Linked DNA regions of Oryctolagus cuniculus: region 2 is linked to region 1. Evidence: chromatin contacts called from public Hi-C data. All regions are on one chromosome and are shown on one strand. Each heading gives the region's core, a stretch centred on a gene start, on an enhancer-like site or on the middle of the called end of the contact. The rest is flanking DNA. Distances are from core to core; before and after follow the strand shown.

Region 1 (7,812 bases), core at 3,852-6,351:
AAGAGAAGAGAAGAGAAGAGAAGAGAAGAGAAGAGAAGAGAGAAAGAGAAAGAGAGAAAGAGAAAGAGAAAGAGAGAAAGAGAAAGAGAAAGAGAAAGAGGTCTTCCATCCTCTGGTTCACTTCCCCAATGGCTGCAACAGCCAGGACTGGGCCAAGAAGCAAGAGGGAAGAGAAGCAAAGGCTTCCTGGCTTTTATATTTTTGCTTATATAGAGAGTTTATCCACTTATTTAGGAAAAAGGATCTACCAGGTGGTAGGCCTTAGAGATATAGAAGTTAAGAAGCCTAACATTTTCCCTTAGTTTCATTGTAAAAATTAGCTAACCTGAGAAGGGAGATGAAGAATATTTCAGAAAGTTAGAAGGAAATATGACTGGAAATAATGGCCAGCATTATGGTGCTGTGGATTAAGGCACCACTTGTAATACCCACATCCCACATGGGAGCATTGGCTCAAGTCCTGGTTCTTCCACCTTTGGTCCAACTTCCTGCTAATGTGTCTGGGAAGGTTTTGGAAGATGGCCCGTGTACTTGGGCCCCTGCCACCCATGTGGGAGACCAGATGAAATTCTAGGCTCCTGGTTTTGGCCTGGCCCAGCACAGGCCATTGCAGCCATTTGGGGAGTGAACCAGCAGATGGAAGATCTCTGTGTCTCTGTTTCTCTTTCTCTCTCTGTAACTCTGCCTTTCAAATAAATAAATAAATCTTTTAAAAAATGCATAGATTTTCAATGTTTCTTGCACCTAAGCTTATCCTGTAATTCCATTTTTCCATGAGTATTTTGATGTGCTCTGATATGCCCTGGAGAGACGTGGCAGTGGCAGGGAGTGAGGTGACAGCTGGGTCTGGAGATTCCAGGCAAGGGGGGATAGGGCGAGGTGTGCCTCTTCCTTACTTTGCCCTAAAGGGTCTTTTTTTATTTTTATTTTTATTTTTATTGTTATTTTTTGACAGGCAGAGTTAGACAGTGACAGAGAGAGAGAGACAGAGAGAAAGGTCTTCCTCCCGTTGGTTCACCCCCGAAAAGGCTGCTACGGCCTGTGCGCTGCGCGGATCCGAAGCCAGGAGCAGGGTACTTCCTCCTGGTCTCCCATGTGGGTGCATGGCCCAAGGACCTGGGCCATCTTCCACTGCCTTCCTGGGCCGCAGCAGGGAGCTGGACTGGAAAAGGTGCAACCGGGACTAGAACCCGGGGTGCCAGCGCCCCAGGCGGAGGATTAGCCTAGTGAGCTGCATGCTGTCCTCACCTCTGCCTGATCCTCACTGCGGGAGCCAAGGTTGGGGGAGGGGAAGACGATGGCAGCCTTCTAGGAGAAGACCTAAGTTTGCCCCCGCACTGAACCTGGATCTTGTCAGCCTCCCTTGGAGAGGAAAGGCCCAGGGCAGGGCGGGGCACCTACCCAGCTGCTTGCGGAGACCCCTCACTTCCTCCTCCAGCTGCTTGCTGCGTCTCTCCATCTGCTCCTGCAGGGCCCTGCACCGGCGACTCATCTCTGGAGGGAGGACGGTGGACGGCCAGGGATGGAGGAGGGATGGAGAAAGGCAAGGAGTTGGGGGCGGGAAGGAACTGTGTGGTCCAGGAGACAGGAGCCCAAGGAACTGCTCAGTTCCTGTGATCCTGGGATGCTGGGAGACCCTGGACACCTGGGGAAAGGGAAGGACACCAGGCCGCCTCCCCACTCCGGCTTAGGATCAGGGCCCCAGCCCATCTGCCCGCTCACTGCTGCTGAGTGAATGAAACAGTGGCTGGGACTGCGTCCTGTGTCCCCCAGTGCAGCTGGCACTGACACTGGCCCCAGGCACCCTGGAAGGTCCCTGCCTGCGAGCCCAGAGGCCTCCTTGCATCCACCAGGAGTTGCCTGCTTTGTGCTACGCAGGGAAGGCTGAGACCGGGCCCGGCAGTCAGAAGCCCCTCTTATCTTCTCCCAGGCCCTTGTGTCCTGCCCAGCTGCTGAACCGACCACGCACCTGCATATACGGCCTTCCCCTCGCTGCGGGCCTCTTCCAGTTCAGCCTCCAACTCTTGCAACCTCTGCTTCAGCCTTTCTTCAGAAGCCTTGGCTCGACGGGCCCCTTCCCCCTGTAGAGCTGCGAGCGGTCCCGGAGCCCTGCTCAGAGCCTGCTGAGGGCCGCTGAATCAGCCCCAGAGGGCTGGATGGCCTTTCCTGTCTCTAGAAATCCGGTGGTAGCTGGAACAGGTGCTGTGGTATAGTGAGTAAAGCCACTGCCTGCAGTGCTGGCATCCCATATGGGCACCAGTCAGGTCCTGGCTGCTCCACTTCTGATCCAGCTCTCTGCTATGTCCTGGGAAAGCAGTGGAAGATGGCCCAATGCCTTGGGCCCCTGCACCTGCCTGGGAGGCCTGGAAGGAGCTCCTGGCTCCTGGCTTCGGATCAGTGCAGCTCCAGCCATTGTAGCCAACTGGGGGAGTGAACCAGTGGATGGAAGACCTCTCTCTCTCTCTCTCTCTCTCTCTCTCTCTCTCCTTCTCTCTCTATGTAACTCTGACTTTCAAATAAATAAATAAATCTTAAAAATAAAAGACACCTGGGGGCAGGGCACCCCACCTCTTATTCTTTCTCTTTCTCTTTCTGTTTTTTTTTTTCTTTTTAAGTATTTATTTTATTTATTTGAAAGGCACTGTGGCAGAGAGAGAGAGACAGAGACAGAGAGAGAAAGATTGTCCATCCACTGATTCACTCCCCAAATGGCTGCTATGGCTGGGGCTGGGCCCCAGTACTTGCACCATTACCGGCTGCTTTCCCAGAAACATTAGCAGGAGTTGGACTGGCAGTGGAGCAGCCAGTGGGATGCTGGTGTCGCAGGTGGTGACTGAACCCATGTCACCACAATGCCCGCCCCTTTCTGTCTCTCCAGGTTGTTGGGTCATTTTATTTTCCTAGGATCTCATGAGCTTTTCATTGCTAAGGAGTAAAACCTCCCTCCATGTTCTGGCTGTAAATAATAGCGTCCCTCATCAGCCTTCCCTGTCCTGTTCCACTAGGGGATGGTTAGGGTTTGGCGTAGCTTCCACCGTGGCTCCAAACGTCCAGTCCCGCCAGGACACAGCAGCGCCCCCACTGCTCTGCTTCTGTGGTCCCAGATAGCTCACCCTTCTTACCCAGCCGGTCTCGGAGCAGCTCCGTCTCCAGCACCAGCTGTCTGTGCTTGGACTCGGCCTCCACATCTGTCCTGGCAAATGACAGAGCCTTAGCTTACATGACCCCCGCCCCCGGCCCTGGACTCCGTCCTGAGCCAGCTCTGAGGGCTCCCTGCGGGCAGAGTCCATTCAGCATGCACCGTGTGCTCCCTGCCCAGCACAGATGAGGCATTCAACATATGGGTGACCAGTGGGGAGGCACAGAGCTGGGCGGTCTCGAGGGAGGGCGTGGGTGACCATTCCCCCATTCCTCAGCTCCGTGGAATCTGGACAGCGAGGACTGTGCTGCGGGCCTCTGCTTGGTCTCTGTTTCAGAACCCAGAGAAACGGGCACCCACCCCCACCCACGACGACTCACCCGGCCCTGGGTTCTTTTTCTTCTTCTGCACGCCGGCTTTCCTGCCTTTCTGTTTGGTCTTGGGTGGCATTTCCTTGCTGTCCTGATGGAGGGAGGGGACCTTGCTTTCAAATCTGGACAAGGGGATCCTGAACCAGGAGTCTTGGGAGGGTCAGAAGTCTGCTTTCCAAGTCTGCCCCTTTCTCTTGTTTTAAAGACACAAGTCTTTCTTTTTTAAAGATTTATTTATTTCAAAAAAATATTTATTTAGTTGAAAGCCAGAGTTGGGGCAGGGGGTGGAAGGAGAGATCTTCCATCTGCTGATTTAGTCCCTAAATGGCCCCAGTGGCCAGGGTTGGGCCAGGCAGAAGTAAGGAGTCTGGACCCCTGATCTCCCACGTGGGTGCCGGGGCCCCAGGACTTGCCCATTCTCTGCCGCCTTCCAGGCACATTAACAGGGAACTGGATCAGAAGTGGAGCAGCCAGGACTTGAACTGGCACTCGAATGGTACTTTAGAAAGTTCGTGGGATACAGACTGGGCATTCGGTCTAGTGGTCAAGACGTCCACAGTCCATATCAGAGTGCCTGCTGCACTCCTGGCTGCAGCGCCTGACTTCTGCTTCCTGCTGCAGAGACTCGGGGAGGTAGCAGGGTGATTCAAGCAGGTGGATTCTTGCCACCCCCTTGGGAGAACTGGACTGAGTTCCCAGCTCCCAGCTTTGGCCAGGTCCAGTCCCAGCCATTAGGGGAATTGGGGGAGTGAACCAGCAGATGGGGCCTCTGTCTGTCTTTCTGTCGGTCTCTCTCTGACTCTCAACATAGTTACAATTAAGGGAGAAATGAGAACAACAACAACAACAAAAGAACAAAAAAGTTAATAGAAAATACAGTTAAATCCATTCACAGTTTCTTTCTTTTTTTTTCTTTTTTCTTTTCTTTTTTTTTTTTTCTTTTTTTGACAGGCAGAGTGGGCAGTGAGAGAGAGAGACAGAGAGAAAGGTCTTCCTTTGCCGTTGGTTCACCCCCCAATGGTTGTTGCAGCCTGCGCGCTGATCCGAAGCCAGGAGCCAGGTACTTATCCTGGTCTCCCATGGGGTGCAGGGCCCAAGCACTTGGGCCATCCTCCACTGCACTCCCTGGCCACAGCAGAGAGCTGGCCTGGAAGAGGGGCAACCGGGACAGAATCCGGCGCCCCGACCAGGACTAGAACCCGGTGTGCCGGCGCCGCAGGCGGAGGATTAGCCTAGTGAGCCGCGGCACCGGCCCACAGTTTTTTTTCACAATACACATGTTCTATGAGCTTTTTGAACATCCCTCAAATATACTTGGAAGAATTTTTTGCACCAAAATAAGCTTGTCTTTTAATTACATTTCCCACAAACCTTTACTTTCCAGAAGCTTCAGTTGCCGGTCTCCTTGGAGCCTCAGGCGGGGCTGGGGTCAGTGGGGAAGACACTGCATACAGAAAGCTGTTACTCTCAGCTCTCTTGGCGAAGATACATTCCCATAGCTGTCCCCTCCCTCTTGCCTTCATCCTTACCTCACCTCCACCACTTGTCAGACCCTCTCTTGCCTGTGTTGGGTCTCCCTGTAGAGTGAGCCACTCGTGGGGAGAGACAGAGAGAAGGCCCAATAAGCTAGGAGCCTGAGGAGGAGCCTGCGTCCTGGGAGCCAATCCAAGGCAGCACATTTTCCTCAGGGGGCTGGACTGAGAACTGGAAGGTTGGGTTTCTGGAGGTTGCATGTTGCCCAGGCAACTGAGCAACATGGAGTTCATGAGAAGGTGCAATAGGCCAGATCAACTCACAATGCCTAAAAGACCAAGGTCTGGGAAAGGTAGTTCTCCTTTCATCCACAAATCCTAAGCATAGTTTGAAAAGAAAGGGCTTTGGAGCAAACTAGCTGTGATTCACTTCCACGTAGGTGCTGTCATTTGGAGACTCAGAAATGACAGATTTGCACGGCTGAGACAACACTGTTGTGCGGATGTGGAGGAAAAGCGTGATGGCAGCCGTCTTGGACGATCCACATCCTGAGATCCTATTGCAAGATGACCTTGTGCTGAAACCGGAAGCGTCCCTTCGGCAAGGCATTCTGCAGGGTGCAGGAGCAGGTGCTGGGGCAGACTTCCAGAAAAATGAGACACAGAGGAGTGAGGACCCGTAGACTCTGGGGTATTGGCTTGGCGGGATGGACACTGGTTAGGGACCAAAACTGCAGCACAGGCCCCCTCTCTGGAGGTGGAAGCTATTTAACTTGGTTTAGCCTGCTTCCTGCCTTTTACATCACGGAGTTGGTAAATTCTGAAGGTCCTGGGTCTTGACTGGGTATTTACATGACTGTCTTATTGCACCCACTGAATCTATTGCCTTTAGGTGGTTGATTTTCAGAAACTACCTTGAGGGGCTCCCTGTACCATAGAGTTGGTTGGGGCTCCCTCTAGTGGACTCGCTTGTATTCCCAAGTCTGCTAAATTTTTTTTTTATATAGATTTATTTCATTTATTTGAAAGGCAGAACGACAGATACAGAGAGAGACAGAGATCGTCCATCTGGTTTTCTCCCTAAATGCCAACCACAGCCATGTCTGAGCCAGGCCGAAGCCAGGAGCCCAAGACTCCATCCAGGTCTCCCACATGGGTGACAGGGGCCCAAATGCTTGGGCCATCAGCTGCTGCTTCCCAGGCGCAGTAGCAGGAATCTGGATTAGAAGTGGAGCAGCTGGGACTCAAACCAGCACTCTGATATGGGATGCCCGCCATGCAGGCAGTGGCTTAACCTTCTACGCCACAGTATCTGCACAAGGTTTTTTATTTTGGATTATCTCTGGGCAGTGTGGGACTGAGTCCCTTTTTGAGGTACTTCCTAGCATCTCGCTAGAGTCACAGTGGTTGGGAAAAATGAGTCTGAGGAATAGGGACTGTCAGGGGGCCAGTGTTGTGGTGTAGTCGGTAAAGCCGCTGCCTGCCTGCAGTGCCGGCATCCCATATGGACGCTGGTTCAAGTCCTGGCTGCTCCGCTTCCAATCCAGCTCTCTGCTATGGCCTGGGAAAGTAGAAGATGGCCCAAGTCCTTGGGCTCCTGCACCCATGTGGGAGACCCGGAATAAGCTCCTGGAACCTGGCTTCGGATTGGTGCAGCTCTGGCCATTGAGACCATCTGGGGAGTGAACCATCACTCTCTCTCTGTCTCTACCTCTCTCTGTAACTCTGTCTTTCAAATAAATAAAAATAAATCTTTAAAAAAGTATATAATCCTTTGAAATCATTATTGTGTTTTTTAATAGTTTTATTCTTTCTTCTAGTTTATTTATTTATTTAAGATTTATTTATTTCAAAGGCAGAGTTACAGAGAGACAGAGGCAGATGAAGAGAGAGAGAGAGCCATCTTCCATCCACTGGTTCATTCCCCAGATGGCTGCAATGGCCAGAGCTGTGCCCATCTGAAGCCAGGAGCCAGGAGCTTCTTCTGGGTCTCCCACACATGTGCAGGGACCCAAGGACTTTCCCAGGCCACAGCAGCACTCTATCTTTCAAATAAATAAATAAATAAATCTAAAAACTCTTTTTTTGACAGGTAGAGTTATAGACAGAGAGAGAGAGAGAGAGAAAGGTCTTCCCTCTGTTGGTTCACCCCTCAAATGGCCACCATGGCCGGCGCATCACTGATCCAAAGCCAGGAGCCAGGTGCTTCTCCTGGTCTCCCATGCGGGTGCAGGAGCCCAAGCACTTGGGCCATCCTCCACTGCCCTCCCGGGCCACAGCAGAGAGCTGGATTGAAAGAGGAGCAACCGGGACTAGAACCTGCACCCATATGGGATGCTGGCGCCACAGGCAGAGGATTAGCCAAGTGAGCCATGGCACCGGCCCAAAACTTTTTTAAAGTTTTATTTTTATTTATTTGAAAGGCACTGGGTGGGTGGGTGGGGGGCTGGTGTTATGGCATAGTGGGTAAAGCCTCCCCCTGCGGTGCCAATATCCTATGGGGGCACCGGTTTATGTCCTGGCTTCTCCACTTCCAATCCAGCTGCCTGCTAATGGCCTGGGAAAAGCAGCTGAAGATAGCCCAGGTGTTTGGACCCCTGCCACCCAGGTGGGAGACCCAGAAGAAGCTCCTGGCTTCAGTTGTCTAGAGAGTAAAATAGTAGATGGAAGATCTCTCTGTAACTCTGATTTTGAAAGTAAATAAATAAATCATTTTTTAAAAGGCAGTGTGTCGGAAGGAGAAAGAAAAATATTTATCCCTTGGTTCACTTCCCAAATGGCCGCAGTGGTTGGAGCTGGGCCGGGCTACAGCCGGGAGCCAGGAACTGTA
Region 2 (7,812 bases), core at 3,466-5,965, 130 kb before region 1:
GACCCGAGTGGCCCCGCCCACCAGGATCACCTGCTCAATCTCATCCTGCAGAGGGGAGGAACGTGAGGCGGGGCCACGTGCGGTCGACGCCCCCTTCTCCATTGACCCTTCCCCCATGTCCTCCATGGCCCCTGCCCCAGCCCCTCACCAAACTCATCTCGGCACTCTGGAGGGCCTGCTGAACGGGCCCGGGCACCCGCTCGAACAGGTCGGCGCACAGTTCCTCGAACTCCACTCGGGTCACTTTTGCTTTGAAGTCCACATCGTCCATCAGGCCCTCGATCTGGGGGAGGACGAGGCGTGTCAGCGCCTGCTCTCTGCTGGCGGCACTGACACCCAGGGACCAGCAGGCAACAAGCCCAGTGGGTGAAGCAGGGGCCCTCCGCATCCCCGGGGGCAAGTCCGGCTGCATGCAGCCCCCGGGGGCACCTGGGCCATGTGGTCGGCGTTGGCGCTCAGGACGGTTTTGAGTCGGTTGGCCTCACGGAGCAGCTTGGCCATCGCCCGCGGGTTCTCTCGCACGTCCTTTGCTCGCTGGCCTTTGCGCTGCTCATTGAAAAGCCCAGCCAGGTGCTCCCGCAGCCGGAGCTCCATCTCCAGGCCGCCTAGCGTGCGGTCAAACCTGCTCAGAGAAGGCAGCAGGGGAAAGTGTGAGGAACACACGGGGGTCCCTCCGCCCACGCAGGAGCCCCATGTTTCAGGCAGGGACCCACACTGCTCTCTGCTCCCCACAGCATGGCTGACACCCCACGCAGGCAGCTCGCTCATTCGTTCATGGTATTTACTGAGCACTGACTATGCACTCGTCTCTGGGAACGTAACTGTGGCAGGAGTGGCGGGGAGACAGGGTCCCTGCTGCCAGGGCTTATGATCTAGCAGCGGGAAGGCCACGTCAATGTCAAGTGTGTGCTACAAAGGAGAGTACAGCGGGCCGGGCGTGCGCGTGGGCTATTCAGCGACATCCAGGAGAGCTTCCCTGAAGAAGTGATGCCTGAACTGAAACCTGAAGGGTGGGCTGGTAGAGCGAGGGAAGAACATTCTAGATGGAAGGAGCAGTGCTCATAACGACCCTGAGAGAGCAAGTTCCAAAGGAGGGCGCTGCTGGGACTAGAGCCGAGCTGTGGGAGGCGGGGCTTAGGTGGGCACAGCAAGGTTTTGGTGTGACCGAGTGCTTTCTGAAGAAACGGGCTACAATCAGTTTGGCATTGTTAACACCAGCCTCTGGCTGCACTACGGAGAGAGAACCCAAAGGAGACAGAGAGGTCCTGTTTAATCCTGGAGGTAAGGGGCAACGGCCAGACCAGCATGGGGGTGCCGGAATCCACCGACAGCAGACAGACAAGAGCGAGCAGCTTTTAAGTGAACTCGAAAGAGAAAACATGATGGCCTCTAACACCTAACAGGTGGCCTGCCATCCTGTGCATTTCCCTAGACGCTCCACGGGCTCCCCGCCTTTCAGCCTTCCCAGCCGTCCTCTCCAGGCCTTGCTCTCGGGCAGTGGCACCCCACGGCGAGCAACGCTATAACCTGGGGAGCATTCCTGCAGTGATCAGGAAGGGGAGCGGTGCCCCTCCAGGAGGAAGCCCCTGACTCAAGGGTCTCAACAAGAAGCCCACCCCTGAGCACCCACTTACCCCACGCCCCGGATCTGCAGCTGTGGCTGCATCCCGGCCTCCTTTGTCTTCACCGTCTGGTAGGTCACGATGGTGCACACGGTGCTGCCTGAGCCCATGTCATAGAACATGATGTTCTGCGGCGACATCAGAGCAAGTGTCACAGGAGCCTCATCAGACCTCAGGGCGCTGCTGTCCACCTGCCTGCCTCCAGGGGCCCAGGCCAGCTCTCAGCATAAAGTCCAGCAGCCCCAGCATGGGCTGGGAGGAGGCTGCGGCTGCCTTTTGCCAAGAGCCAGCCATGCAAATGAGATGCAAAGCAGGCCAGGAGACCGCCAGCCTTGGACTCTGGCCCCCTGTGTGTCTGGTCAGGGCGCCTCCCCTGCTCACCTGGGCGGTGGTGTTGATGTCTTTTCGACGGAAGACGCCGTAGCTGAGGGCGGTGGCGGTGTTGTCGTTGATGAGCTGCAGCACTTTGAGGCCGGCCATGCGAGCAGCCTGCAGCACCGCCCGGCGCTCGGCCTGGTTGAAGAAGGCCGGCACGGTGATCACCGCGTCCTTGATGGGCTGCTCTGCAGAGGACAAGAGAACAGGGTCCCACCAGCTCCACGCCTGGATGAGGATTTCCACCCTCAGCGCTACTGACACTCAGGGCCAGGTAACTGTTGCTGGGGTCTGTCCTGTGCACTCCAGGGATGCTGGGCGGCGTCGCTGGCCTCCACCCACCAGAGGCCAGATGTGACAACCAGGTGTGTCTTCAGACATAGCCAGATGTTCCTGCCCGTTTGTGAACTGCTGCCTTAGCTCCTGGGGGATCTGGCTGCCACGGGTCCCACCTTGGCACTCACCAGCAAAATCTTCAGCCAGGGAGCGGGAGTAGTTGAGAATCATGCCCAGCACCTCCTCGGGTGAGAACTGCAGCTGCCTGGGGAGAGGGAGGGTAGTTGGTGGCAAGGAAGCCACGAGCACGCACCGTGAGGAGCCCGCCTGCGCCAGCGCAGCACTCACGGGCTGATCTGGAAGTGCACAGTCTGCCGCTGGGGGTCGAAGCTCAGCTCGTGCTCCGGGAAACGGGTCCGGTAAAGAGCCACATGTGGGTTGTCTGCTTGCTTCCCCAGGAGGTGCTGGAAGTAACGCAGGGTGGCCTTGGGGTTCTTGATGGCCTGTGAGGTGAGGAGGAGGCTGAGTATTAGGGTCTCAAGCCCAGGGGTGCCCACCTCCGTCAGACACGGATAAGGGGCCAGACCACAACTGGGAATGGGTGCTGGCAGCTCACCATGCCTGCTGCACTGTCTCCAAAGAATCTCTCATTTTCTTTCAAGGTCACCATCACCGGGGTTTTCCTCCGAGATTCCCTGGGGAAAACAGATATTGAACCCAGGGTCTGCAGCACATGTGGGTTCAGGAACCTCAGCACCTCACATACAATCAACCACTCAGAGGCCACTGTCGGCTGTGGGTACTACAAGGACCACCCCACACCCACAAGGAGGCCGGGCTCCCTCCCTCCTGACCCCCGCCCTGGGGCCGGCCTCACTTGTTCAAGACGATTTCCATGGGCACTCCAGGTTTGACGATGGCCACCTTCATGGACTCGCTGCCCAGGTCCACGGACATCACTGCCAGCGTGTCTGGGGACAGGGGAGCAGAGGTCTGTGGGTGAGCCTCCCTCCCTGTCTTACGGAGGCTCCGCCACTTTCCACACAGAGAATAAGACAGCAAGAGACAGAGGAGAAAGCCTGGGTCCTGCAACCCAAGAGACTTCTGACCAGGCGCCTCGAGCCCCCTTCCCACCGTGTGACACTGGCTCAGACCCCGTACGTACCACTCAGTGCCAACAGGTCTGCCAAGAGCACAGCCATCAAGGCCCAGCAGGCTGGCCTCCTCAGCCTCTGCCTCCTGCCTGTGGCTGCCATTATGCCCTGGGGAGGAGGGAAAAAAAACCACTGGTAACCGGATGCCCCGAGTGATGGAGACACAGCCACTTCCAGACCAGAGAAACGGTAAGATTCGTACCTACTCCATTCTCGCCCAGGGCACAGCAGCTTATACCCCCTTTCCACCTCCTGATGAGTGCCAACCACTCTCCAGGCATCCCCAGCAGTGTCCACACCAAGGCCCAGGCAAAACAGCATGGGCCCTGGGCTCCATCACATCCCCGAGAGAAGATATTAGGCCGGAAGGAAGGAGACCGGAGCCTTCCAGGCAGTAACCGTGTACCCAGCACCGGGCCCGGCTGTCAGACACCCGGGGTGGGGCCGGGGATCCCTGGCCAGGGCTCAACCACCTCTCCACACCTGGAGTTCCCCGCGAGCGAGCAAAGCCGGCCAGGGCCTGCACGGGAACTGAAAGGCGATGACGCTGGGGGTGGCTGGGATGGAAGGGGCCCGTCTCCTCGGCATCCCTGCGGCTCCCGCCCACTCCCCTTCCTCATCCCACTCGCGGGGCCCCGCAGCCCACACAGACGCTGCGCCGGGAGCCCTAAGGTTGCTCTCAAGGCGGGTATCGAGTATCCGCTGTCCACCTGAGCCTCACCTGACCCAAGCTGAGGCGCCCAAGCCCGGAAACGGGTCCTGGCCACCCTCAGCGCGCGGGGGCGGCCCGAAGGCCGGCGGCGGGGCCCGAGGCGCGGGGCCGAGAGCACCAGCGTCCGTGCGGCCCTCCCTCCCGGTACCGACCCGCCCCCGGAGCCAGCACGCTGCCTCCCTACAAGAGGTGGCCGGCCCCGGGGCTGCATCCCCACCCCTGCTACCTCCTGCCTCCGCTCCTGCGGCCCCAGCTCTGGGTCAGATGCGGCGCGGACGTACCCACGAGACCGGCAGCGCGCCCCCCAGCCCGCGCCCTTCACAACTCCCCTCGGTTTGCAAACTGTTACATTAACCACCAACCTCTCGGCGGCGTCTCGCGCACCAGCCGGCCCCGGACGCGGCGCGCGCTCATTGGAGCCGCCGCCGCCCGGCCCTGCTCCCTGCGCCCGGCCCCGCCCCCGCCGCCCCGGCGCGCGCTCCCATTGGGCCACGTCCTAGGCCCGCCCCCTCTCCGTCCCCGCGGTGTCCCGGAGGCGGCCGCGGGGCCAGTCCGCCAGTTGGGGTGAGAGCGCCGGCGCCGGCAGCCGATTGGGCCACGTCACGGGCCGGCGCGTCCGCTCCCTCCTCGCCAGTGCCGGCCCCGCGGCGCCTAGGGGATCCTTTCCGGCCCCGGCGCTGGGTGCATCGCAGCGAGGCTCGGGAATGACCCGCACCTGGAGCGAGTCCTGAGCAGGTCGGTCCCGCACTCGGACCTCTGGGTCCCCTGGGGAGCCCCGGCAGTGACCAGCATCCCCTCCGCGGCCATGCGGAAGAGGCGTTTGTTGGCCGGGTTTGGATGGACATCTGAGAATGGCTGCGCCGCGGACTTGGTCCGCCCCAGCCTCCCTGTTTCGTTGAGAAAACAAGCCATAAATCAGACTTCGCTGGTGGGCCAGGGATAACCGATGTGTTAGTGGCGGAACTTGGCCTGGACTCCTTACCCTAAACCCCCCTCGTATACGAAAGAAAACCCCAAACTGTAAAGCGCTACAGACAAAAGGCATTTTTATTATTTGAGGCTACAGTGCGGTGAGCACGCGTGTCCCCCGTTTTTCTGTTGCATTAAATCTGCACCATCTCTAACTGCTTCTGTGGGAGAATTAAAGCGCCTCGCAGCCCTTAGAGGGCGCATTCTTTAAAAATGTGACCCAACCCATGCCAGGATTTATTGCTTTATTTACAGACTTATTTATGAGAATGGCGGAGTTGGGCAGAGACCGAGAGAGGTTCACTCCCCAGATGGCCACAATGGCTGGTGCTGGGCCAGCCCGAAGCCAGGCGCCCCCGAGCTTGTTCCAGGCCTCCAATGTGGGTGTGAGGACCCAGGGACTTGGGCCAGCCTCTGCGGCTTTCCCAGGTGCATTAGCAGGGAGCTGGATAGGAAGTGGAGCAGCCGGGACTGGAACCAGTGCCCATAAGAGAAGTCGACACTGCATCGGTCTGCCAGGACTTTCTTTAGAGTCCTGGCTGCCGTGGGCAGCACTTTGTCAAATCCGAGCTTGTTTAAGGAATCCTCATCTGTTCCTTGCTCTACATTTTTCATGGTGCTTAGGTGGACATAGCCAGGTAACTATGCTTGAAAGATCAACCTACTGGCAGAACCAGGGAGAGAGCTATTTTTGGAATAGTTCAGTGTTCAGATACTAGAAAAACTGGGAGAAATTTCATTTAAAATGTTAACAGTTCAATTACACAAATAATACACAAATGTAATAACCTTGGAAGAAAAATCCATTCTCTACAGCTAAATCCTTAACACCAACTGCAACCTCCCATACTCTGAATGTGACTGCAGTTAGCACTGTGGAATGTGGTATGTGGCCTTCTAGGCCTTTTCCTCTGCATTAATAGTAAGTCTCTTTTGTAACATGTACTGGGGCTGGTGCTGTGGCACAGTGAGTTAAAGCCCCAGCCTGCAGTGCCGGCATCCCTTATGGGCGTCAGTTTGAGCTCCTCTTCCGATCCAGCTCTCTGCTAAGGCCTGGGAAAGCAGTAAAGATAGCCCAAGTGCTTGGGCCCCTGCACCCACATGGGAGACGTGGAAGAAGCTCCTGGCTTTGGAATAGTTCAGCTCTGGCTGTTGCAGTCATTTGGGGAGTGAACCAGCAGGTGGAAGACCTCTCTCTCTGGCCCTACCTCTCTCTCTAACTTTCAAATAAATAAAATAATTCTTTTTTTTTTTTTTTAAAGAAACATGTACTGATTTTTAAAAAATTAATTTATTTATTTGAAAGGCAGAGTTACAGAGAGGCAGAGGCAGAGAGAGAGAGAGCTCTTCTACCTGCTGGTTCACTCTCCAAATGGCTGTGATGGCCAGAGCTGGGTCGATCTGAAGCCAGGAGCCTGGAGCTTCTTCTGGGTCTTCCATGCGGGTGCAGGGGCCCAAGGACTTGGGGGCCATCTTCCACTGCTTTCCCAGGTCACAGCAGAGAGCTGGATTGGAAGTGGAGCAGCCAGGACTCAAAACTGGCACCCATATGGGATGCTAGCACTACAGGCGGTGGCTTTACTTAATACACCACAGGGTGTCCCCCATTTATATTTTTTAAACCATAAAATGTTATGCAGTTACATTTGTTTGCTGTTCTTTAGCTAATAATAAATCCTGGAGCATTTTCCATGTCACTGTGACTCATTGCTGTTTACTGTTGTAGAACATTCCATGCTATGGAGTTTGTTTGGCCAACATGAACATCTGAGTTGTCAATTCAATTCCACAGAGGAAGATTCTGTTCAATAATTGACTCCACTTTTGGCCAGCTATCCAGTAGATTCTTTCAACCCATTTCAAACAAAGACTATGCATTGTGACACTGACGGGGCTTCTGTGTAAGCAAGCGCTGTGCTAGATGGGTGGCAACCCAGAGATGGTTTGAGTTTGTTCTTGCTCTCAGAGAAGTCCGCGATCTATTGGGAAGCAAATATGTTAATGGTTATTAAAAATCTGTTTTTATTTATTAAAGACATGTTAGATAATTGCAGATTAGAAAATTAACAAAGTCAGTCTTCCCTGTTCCTGATAGAGCTCCCACCCCCGGAACCCCAAGATAGGTTGGTGGGAGCACTTTAGTGCAGCTACAGTTCTCAAATGAGGTAGCCATCCCCATGGGAGGTGCGGCAGGTGCAGGTGCTCTGGGGAGACACCTGTTTTGATCTCTGACCAGAGAGAATTGTGCTTCACAAGAATGAGCCGTAAAACAATGGGAAATTTTTTATGTAAGACATGTGATTTAGGCTGGCCTTGGCAGGTGGATTCCACAGTTCTTGTCCAGAATAACTTGTTACTGACATTTCAGGGCGACATCCCGTCCCCATTGCTGTGCAGAAAGCCACGGGGCAGGGGTGGGAGTTGCTGTCTTGCAGGACATCTGCTGAACTAACAAGTTGAAAATGAACACATTAACAAGGGCGTATGCATACATAATAAACCACGAACATTACGTGATGGGTTTAAGGCAGTGTTGATCAAAGTGGACATCTTGGGCCAGGAGAATTTTTAAAAATCAGCTGTCACCCAGCAATCCTATTCTTAGGTTTATATCTAATAAATGCAAGCATAGTCGCCAAGAGACTGTTGATAGCCACTTTTATGTATAATAGTCCAAACTGAAAACTACCCAAATGCCCATCAG

What was found. A called contact is a pair of places that touch in the nucleus more often than the background predicts.
Region 2: a contact with region 1 is called in a Hi-C map of an unstated tissue, with 2.8 times the contacts expected there. The contact joins the promoter of VPS11 here to the promoter of DRC12 in region 1. A contact is called at or near these places in 2 of 6 Hi-C or Micro-C datasets (ear pinna and an unstated tissue).

The regions. Positions count from the first base shown.
Region 1 is chr1:111,111,306-111,119,117 of mOryCun1.1, reverse strand. It overlaps DRC12 (dynein regulatory complex subunit 12 homolog), which reads right to left and starts at 5,101. Exons shown (of 8, transcript XM_008250507.4): 1 at 5,040-5,101; 2 at 4,882-4,954; 3 at 3,520-3,601; 4 at 3,123-3,188; 5 at 1,970-2,089; 6 at 1,402-1,494. The coding sequence starts at 3,589.
Region 2 is chr1:111,241,651-111,249,462 of mOryCun1.1, reverse strand. VPS11 (VPS11 core subunit of CORVET and HOPS complexes) reads left to right here and starts at 4,715. Exons shown (of 15, transcript XM_051837700.2): 1 at 4,715-4,874. HYOU1 (hypoxia up-regulated 1) reads right to left here and starts at 4,601. Exons shown (of 26, transcript XM_070079414.1): 1 at 4,502-4,601; 2 at 3,439-3,535; 3 at 3,151-3,244; 4 at 2,890-2,968; 5 at 2,622-2,776; 6 at 2,462-2,538; 7 at 2,004-2,185; 8 at 1,635-1,750; 9 at 430-622; 10 at 149-283; 11 at 1-45. The coding sequence starts at 3,529.